Linked DNA regions of Capra hircus: region 2 is linked to region 1. Evidence: chromatin contacts called from public Hi-C data. All regions are on one chromosome and are shown on one strand. The core of a region is the stretch at or near the end of the contact, and the rest is flanking DNA. Distances in the headings are between cores, read along the strand shown. Region 1 overlaps LOC102171344 (a long non-coding RNA gene). Region 2 holds the start of BCL2L11 (bcl-2-like protein 11).

Region 1 (3,921 bases), core at 512-3,011:
TTGTATTTTCACTGTGTTCGTGGGTATGTCTGCCAAAACACAAAAATCTTGCTGATAACACGTGACTTCTTCTGGTGTAGAAATGAATGCCATCATCCAGAGGTACAGAAAACAAGCCCACTTAAGACTGTTTAATAACATGTAACTTTTGTAACTTTTGTAAGATGGTACATTTCCTCTCAACCTCTGCCACCAAAGGCATTTGAAGACCTGAAGTGGGTCCCATGAAAAAAATCCACACGAAACAGCCTTGGAAAAGATACTGTGTGTGTGTGTGTGTGTGCATTGTAAGATGTTAGACTGAGTGCTTTTGTTTTCTTTTCCCCCATTTATACAGACTTTTGTTCTGCTCTTAGATAAAATACTAATAAACAGGAAGTTCAAAAAAATGTGGTGCAATTGTTCTGAATGTTGTTTTTCTTGTAAGGCTTTAGGGACCATACTGCACCATCCTATTCAAAGCAGCCCCTGTAGGTGGTGGTGTTAAAAAAGAAATGAACCAGTTGGGCTGCTGGAACCGGCTCTGCATCTGCCTGCCTCCCAGTGAGGCCTCAGCCTTCAAGATCTGTGGGGCCCTCTCAGACTTTTCAGCGGTTTCCTCTTTATTTGCTCTGAACCTGGTTGTAGAATTTTAAGGATGTGAAAGTAAGGCCATTCCTATGGAAAAAAAATTTTTTTTCTTTGCTCCTTATCCTGAGTACATGAGGGTTCTTCATTTCCCCTGAATATTCGTTTGTGTGTGTTCCTGAGAGAGACAGAGTGTGGTGTGTGTGTGTGCGTGTGTGTGTGTTTTAAAGAACCAAGAGCAAACAATTTAATAGGAATGTGCAAACTTTGTTTGTCTTTAAGTCAGCTCCTTGGTCTGTTGCCACTGAAACAAGTTGTTAAGAAAACCTGAATCTTGTTCTCCTTTTCTCAAAAGGGGACTTGAATAATCACGGCAATAGTTAGTTTCAGGATCTGTGATAAGACGAAGGGCAACAGTGAATTCTCCTGAATGTAACCCTCACCTCCCTAGGTCCTCTGCCCTTAGCAATTGCTGGCACTGTGTGAACTGGGGTCTGGGACCCTCCCCTGGGGCAAGCAGAAGCTAGACAGGGGAGGTGTTGAGATGTTCTGGTCTTGGGGGGGACAGTCATCAGCCACAGTGTAATGTCACCTTGCTTCTTCTAACCCTGTACTTGTTTCTCTGCCTCTTGGGGCTTCCCCATACTGTGTGAGGGTTCGCAGAGCCTGGAGTTTTAGACCCTCTAGCCTTTGGATTTGCCCCCACCGTGGTGTCACTGTAGCTGGGGGTGCCAGCAAGACACAGAGATGCAGAGCTGCGGGAGGGGCGCCGAGAGAATCGGGGTGCTAGCGGGAGGCAGGCCAGGCTGTCCTGAGCATGCTCAGGGCCCCAGCCCCTGCCCGGGGGAGCCCCCCCACAGAGGAGCCCCACCATCGCTCGGGCTGTTATCCTCCGCTGCCCGGGGCTCGTTCTAAACTCCCCGGCGCCTGCTCTCACCGTCAGGCTTGGACCGCGGCTGGTGCTGCACCACGCAGACCGTTGCGGGTCCCAGACCTGGCCCTCTGTCTTGCCTGTTTCTGCACTCATTAAGTGAGACTCAGTGCTAAAGACTAGAAGGAAAAGATAGGTATGCCGTCACAGGAACGTGCGCCCGGCAAGGTAAGAGGGGGAAGTGCCAAGTGCCCAGACCCCGCCCCAGGGATCCCAGCCCTGGAGCTCCCAGGCCATTTGAATAAGTGCTTGCTGCTGTGAATGCCAGAAAATGGGAGGGGGAGTGGTAGTGAGTCAGAGGCAGTGAAGCGGGTGAATGTAGAGCCTGTTATACAGAGTGAAGTAAGGCAGAAAGAGAAAAACAAATGTGTATCAACGCATAAATGTGGAATCTAGGAAAGTGGGCGAGAGACACAGATGTAGAGAATGGACTTGTAAATACAGCAGAGAGGGTGGGACAAACGGAGAAAGTGGCATTGACGTATATGTACCATCATCTGCTAAATAGATAGCTGGTAAGAAGTTGCTGTATAGCGCAGGGGGCCCAGCCTGGCACTCTGTGATGACCTAGAGGGGTGGGATGAGGAGGAAGGGGAGAGAGGCTCAAGAGGGAGGTGATATATGTATAGCTGTGGTTGATTCGTGTTGTTGTGTGGCAGAAACCAGTACAACACTGTAGAGCAATTTTCCTCCAATTAAAAAGTAAATTTAATTTTAAAAATGGGAGAGAGGAAATAAATCCCATCTTTCACCCTGAACCTGGTAGGATCTCACCAGTTAGTAATCCCATGAGGTCTTTTCTGGGCTTAGCCCTCTTGGGAGAACTAGAGTGTGTGTGTGTGTGTGTGTGTGTGTGTGTGTGTGTGTGTGTGACATTCTCTTTGGTTCTGGAGAAAGATTCTAGAGGGGCAAATGTCTCCTTGTGGAGTTTGGTGTTTGAAGGACATTTTAGGGCAAAGAAACCTGATTTTGACAGGATTAACCAGTTTCTTGGAGGGCAGTGATCACTGTTCCTGGATACGGTGGTTAGTGGATTTCCCTAAGACATTGAACATTTTATATTGAGTACATAGGCATTCAGCTCTCTTACAGTCATTTTTTTTTAAACTTTTAATTTTCTATTGGGGTATAGCCAATTAACAACGTTGTGATAGATTCAGGTGAACAGCAAAGGAAGTCATATCCATGCCCCCAAACTGCCCTCCTGTCCAGACTGCCAAACAACATTGAGCAGAGTTCCCTCTGCTGTACAGTAGGTTTCATGCTATTTTTAACATTTGATTTTCTGTTCAGAGTCAAGAACTGTATCCACCTAAGTTAGCCCCTGTCAGCAGATAGAATGTCCCAGCAACAAAGTGTCTAAACACGTAGGAGGCCAGACCCCTACAGTGTCTGTGAACAGAAGCAGTTAGAATTCAGTTCAAAAGCAGTCAGGTGAAAATACTCTGCAGGGCCCATCAGGGTGCTTTTGCTTCTTTGGGCTCCTGATTTATTGAGTCTTTTCTTAGATGGCTTGAAGGTTAGAGAGCAGATAAGTAATCCGTATCTGCAGCGCTGAGCATTTTCACTGATCTCAGTCTTACTCACTAGAAAATAATCTACTCACCCACAGACGCCAAGGGTTCTAGAGCAGAACCCCTCTGCCTCCCCACTAGCCAGTTTAGACCTCTTCTCCCCGCTGTGGCTTTCACAGTCAAATGTGAGTTGACTGGCCGTCATTTGTGAGCCAGAGGTATTTTTGAAGCACTCGTTCCCTCTCTGTCACGATATTTGGTAGTGGAGGGACGTGTGTGGCATGAAATATCTACCCCAGAGTCCTGTGAGGGTCAGCGCTCCCTCCAGATTCTGGCATCCAGACATGCAAGTTTGGGCACGATCACCCCTCAAATGCAACCTGGTGGAACAACCAGTTTGTAAGGGCCCTGTTATGAAATTGCAGGACTTTCCCTGACGATGCTGTTTGAGTCATTTTCGAACATCGGCACCCTGAGTCTGATCAGCCTATTTATATTTTTGACATTTTGTATTTTAGGAGGGATTGAAAATGAATTTGATCAGTTTCACTTTGACATCTCCTGAAGGTCATTTTACCAGCTTTAGGCCGAAGTCGATAAAGCTTTCGTTTTAAATATTGGTATTTTCTTTTCGTGAAGTGTGTGGTCTGGTGACTTGATGATTTCAAAAACCTACGGTGTGATAAAGCTTGGTCTGGTGGGGCCAGGTGGCTAACTTGGCTCATCGATTGTCCGGACTTCGCACCGAGCAGTGTACCACCAGCAATTAGATTTTGTCCAAAAAAGGAAACAGTGGAGGACTTTGATGGTGTAATTCTAGATTTTGGTGTTTGATTGTTGGTCTGAAAGATCCAATCTCTTCTATAAATATATGTAAATATATAGACTCTGTAATCTCTCCCTTCAGAT
Region 2 (3,921 bases), core at 854-3,353, 360 kb after region 1:
CCGGCTCCTGGCGACCCCAGCCAAATCCATAAGTAACTCCGCACGCTGAGCGGCATTAGGGCGCGCGGCTCCCGCACCCCCGAAACCCTCCCTTCCTAAGGCAATTAGGCCGAAATTCACGTCCGCCCCTTCCCTTCCGAGTTGCGTCCGAGCCCGGGCCCCGCGGCGCCCAGCCCGCGCCCTTCGCCGACCTGGAACCCCCCGACAGTCCACACGAAGGCGGCGCGGGAAACAAAGCCCGAGACTCGCGCTCTGAGCTCCCCGCGCAGCGCAGAGCCTGCAAATCGCCGTCCGCCCGCCGCCGCCGCGCTCCGCCGGGCAGCCGAGGGCTCCGCGCGCCTCGCCTGTGGCCCGCGCTGCCCCGGCCGCAGCAGCCGGGAACATCCTCCGCCTCCTCCCGCTCCTCCCCTCGCGCACTGCGCCCGCCGCCGCCGGCACCGCCGACCTCCCCGCGCCGCCGGCGCCGGGTGCCCGCGCTCCCAATTGGCCCTCGCGCGGTCGCTCGGAGCCGCAGCCAATCGGTGGCGGCGGCGGGGGCGGCGCCTGCCAACAGGCCGCCGAAGGCGAGGCGATTGTTGACAAACTCGCCGCCGAACGCGGCTCGGGCCCTGACTGCGGCGGGAGCGGCGGCGGAGGTTTCCGGGGCCTCTGGGACCGGGGCTGCCCAGCCAAACCTGCCCCTCCCCTCCGTCAGTCCTGGCGCCGCGCCCGCCTCTGCAGCTCCCGCCGCCCCCGAGAGCCGGTCACCTGGAGACAAAACAGAACCCGCAGAGCCGGCCCCAGACTCCAGCCCCGGCCGCCGACCCCAGTGCAGGCCCGCTGGGGTGGGCACCCTAAAGGCCACCCTCTCCCCAGCCGAAGCCCCCATCCTCCTCCGACTTCCTCCCTCTTTCTCCCCATGCGCCACGGGACACGCACCAAATGGCCACCGACGCGCACATCCGCGACCACCGACAAGAAATATATCCACACCCCCAGCGCCGGGGTCCAGTGGGCATTCCACTACCTGCGCCAACCCCGAGTAACAGGCCCCCGAGGGCACGGTGCAGCTAGCCAGCCAGCCAGGACTGCGAGTGGATCGAGCGGCGAGTGAGCACACCCGAATCGCTAAGAGGATCGGGCCCCACGGGACCGGGCCGGTCCTACAGCCAGCGGCTCGTCCACCGCGTGCCCCGGCGGTCGGGGGAGGCCCTCTTGTCTCTGGCTGTCTGTGGATCTTGCGTTGGGCATCGTCCGCAGAGCGCCCGCAGACGGGGCAGGACCCCCAAAACGTCCCAGAGAGAGGACGAACGCAGCAGCAGCCCAAAACTTCGGCCTGAATGAGTAAAAAGAAAAGTCGAGTCCCGTCAGTTTAATCACCGTCGCTGTTCCATAAATCCTTCACAACGAGCCTGCGTCCCCAAAAAAAGCCGAGACGCGAAACCGGCTGGTTATCTCGCGGCCGCTACTCAGGACCCGTCGGACCTGGCGGGCGGGCGAGACTTCACGGGCGGGCGGTCAGCCTGGTCCGGCGCGGCTGCCCCCAGCTCCCCAGTCAGCGCGGGGCGCACGCGCTGCCTCCCCCAGCCGGCCCGGAGAGGCTTCACCATCCCGGTGCGCCGCATCCCCGCCCGAGCCGTTAAGTGCTCGCAGCCTCAGTGCGGACGACCCTCCCCTGCCTGCGGCACGAACTCGACCCGCACCGGTGACCGCCTCCCACCCGACAACACGCCGGACGAGGACGCGCGCCTCTAACCGCACGTGCGCGGGAAGCGGGCTGGAGGTGGCGCCGTGCTGGCTCCCGCGGCAATCTTCCATCCGTACCCGGCCTGCTCCCCGGGACTCGAAAGTATTTACCTTGCGTTTCTCAGTTCGTGAATTAGGGTCAGACATTGGGGGGCGAGGGCCAGGGGAACGGCACCGAGGCGGTGGCACCGGCTGCGGCGGCGGCGGCGAGAGCGAGGCTAACCCAAGCAGCCTGAAACGGTGCTGGCCGCAGAGGGCAGGGTGCGCAGGGCGGTTGCGAGAATCCGAGGACCGCGGCGGCGACGGCGAAGTGGGACAGAGCGCTCCTGCAGGACCGAGACCTGGCGGCTGCTTGGAGCGAAGTGAAACCTGCGCGGCTCTGCTGCCCAGCTCAGGCTGGTGGCCCCAGGTCCGGGCCCAATCACCGTGGGCTCCGCCCCCGCTAAGTCCCGCCTGGCGCGCGGGCTGGCAAGCCCCGCCCCCGCTGCGCCGCGGCCGCCCGCGCGTGCAGGCTCGGACAGGTAAAGGAGGGGGCGTCCCCGCCGACTTCCCCGCTGCGCGCGCCGCCGGCCCTGCCCCTGCCGGGCGTGTTTACCCGGGAGACTTGGGCTACGGACTGCTCTGCGCGCCCCCATCCCCCATCCCAAAGTGCACTCTCTCCTCCCCACACCCTCCGCAATTCACTGGTGGCCAAGGCGTGCGAGTGGAACAGAGGGGGCGCTCCGGGCACACTCTGAGCCAGGCCCGGCCTCTGCCGCCCGCGGAAAGCCTCAAGAGGCGCCCCTGAGCCTTGGCTCTGCCTCGGGAGTTTCCCTTCTGAGCTGTCCTGGGGCAGGCGCCGAGACTGGGTGGGTCCTCGGGAACGCGCAGGTCCAAGGGTGAGAGGGGTGTCTCTTTAGTTCTTCTCCCTTCCAGATGAGGGGGCTCCGCGCTGGACCCCCATCTGCCGACTGCGCATCTTCCTCTCTCTCGCCTAACGCGGTACTCAGGCGCCCTCTCTAAAGCCACCCCAAGCTGCATCCAGCTTTTCTACCGCGCCAAATCTCCCCTGGTAAAAGGTAAAGCCTGTAATGGGGAGATAAGAAAAGGACCCAGGGCGATCCCCGGATGCGTTTTTCCGCAGCCCCGCTGCGAGACTGGGAGTGAACGCTGAGCAGGTGAAATAGGGAAATGAAAAAATCTTTAAAGATCCTTTTAAGAAAAAAGGACTGGGAAGAGTCGTGGCCTCCAGATAGGAGATGGGATGGTGCCTCCACTTGGTTGGGTCCTCGAGAATTGTTGGGCTCTCAGAGGACCGTCCAGGAATGGTCCCCTGGCGTGTTAAGGTCAGAGAAGGCAGCGCCGAGAGCCTCGGAGGGCTCGTAGAGAGCAGCAGGGAGAGCGCAATATACCCCTACTCCTCCTCCCTGCGCTTCCCCGTCCCCTTGTCTTTAGAATCCGAAGCCCCACTCCACTCCTTCCCCGGAAGACCAAAGTCTGTGAACGCCGTGGTCCGCACGCCTACGGCCCTTTCAGTACGCATCCTGCATCCCCACCTCCGCCCTTCCCTGGGCTCCCCTAGTTTTGAGACGCCCGCAGCCGGAGTAGTGGAGGGCAAATCGGTTAGGAGATGGAACATCCCGCCGCGGGAGAGATCAGGCTAGATGGATTACAGACTCAATTTAGGGGCCTCCCTAACCCGAACCCCAGATGAATGTCTCGGTGCAGAGAAGCAAATCAGCGAGGAATGATCCCGCCGTCTAGCCACCTTGGTCAGTTTTTATGTTTTATAAGCAAATGCGGAACATTAACAGCACAGCCCCAGGTTTCTCAGCGCATCCTCCCGAGAGTCCTGAGCGAGGTGAAGGAGGCCGAGGGGCTGGAGGACGCGCGCCGGGCTCCACCCCGGGATTTCGCTGCAGGAGGGAAAGGACGCGCGCGGGTGTCCGCAGCTTGGAACTGCCATCAGTGCCTAACAGGTGGCGGCCGCAGGCAAACTCTGCGCCTTAACCTCCTATCGCGGCACTCGGGGAAAAGAGACCAACCTTCTGTGCCCGAGAGGAGCCCCAAACCCGCTGCGCGCCCGAGTGCTCCACGCTCTCCGTGGGGTTGGACGATGAAGACAGGGACCGGAAAAGAACCACACAGAAGAAACCCCGATGGTTGTTTTTTGCTTCTGTGCAGCTCCGCCGCCCCCGCGTCGTCTGCTCTGGTGAC

What was found. Hi-C and Micro-C count contacts between places; a contact is called where the count stands out from the background.
Region 2: a Hi-C map of blood shows a contact between it and region 1, with 3 times the contacts expected there. The contact joins the promoter of BCL2L11 here to the enhancer-like site in region 1. A contact is called at or near these places in 2 of 5 Hi-C or Micro-C datasets (both in blood).

What each region holds. Positions count from the first base shown.
Region 1 is chr11:758,015-761,935 of ARS1.2, forward strand. All of the region lies in intron 1 of LOC102171344 (a long non-coding RNA gene), which reads left to right. Among named protein-coding and RNA genes, the nearest start is that of TRNAW-CCA, 200 kb to the left of the region's middle. Within about 2 kb of position 1,762, at least 2 of the 5 cell types and tissues checked have an H3K27ac peak or open chromatin away from gene starts, as enhancers often do.
Region 2 is chr11:1,115,100-1,119,020 of ARS1.2, forward strand. BCL2L11 (bcl-2-like protein 11) reads right to left here and starts at 2,104. Exons shown (of 4, transcript XM_018054810.1): 1 at 1,837-2,104.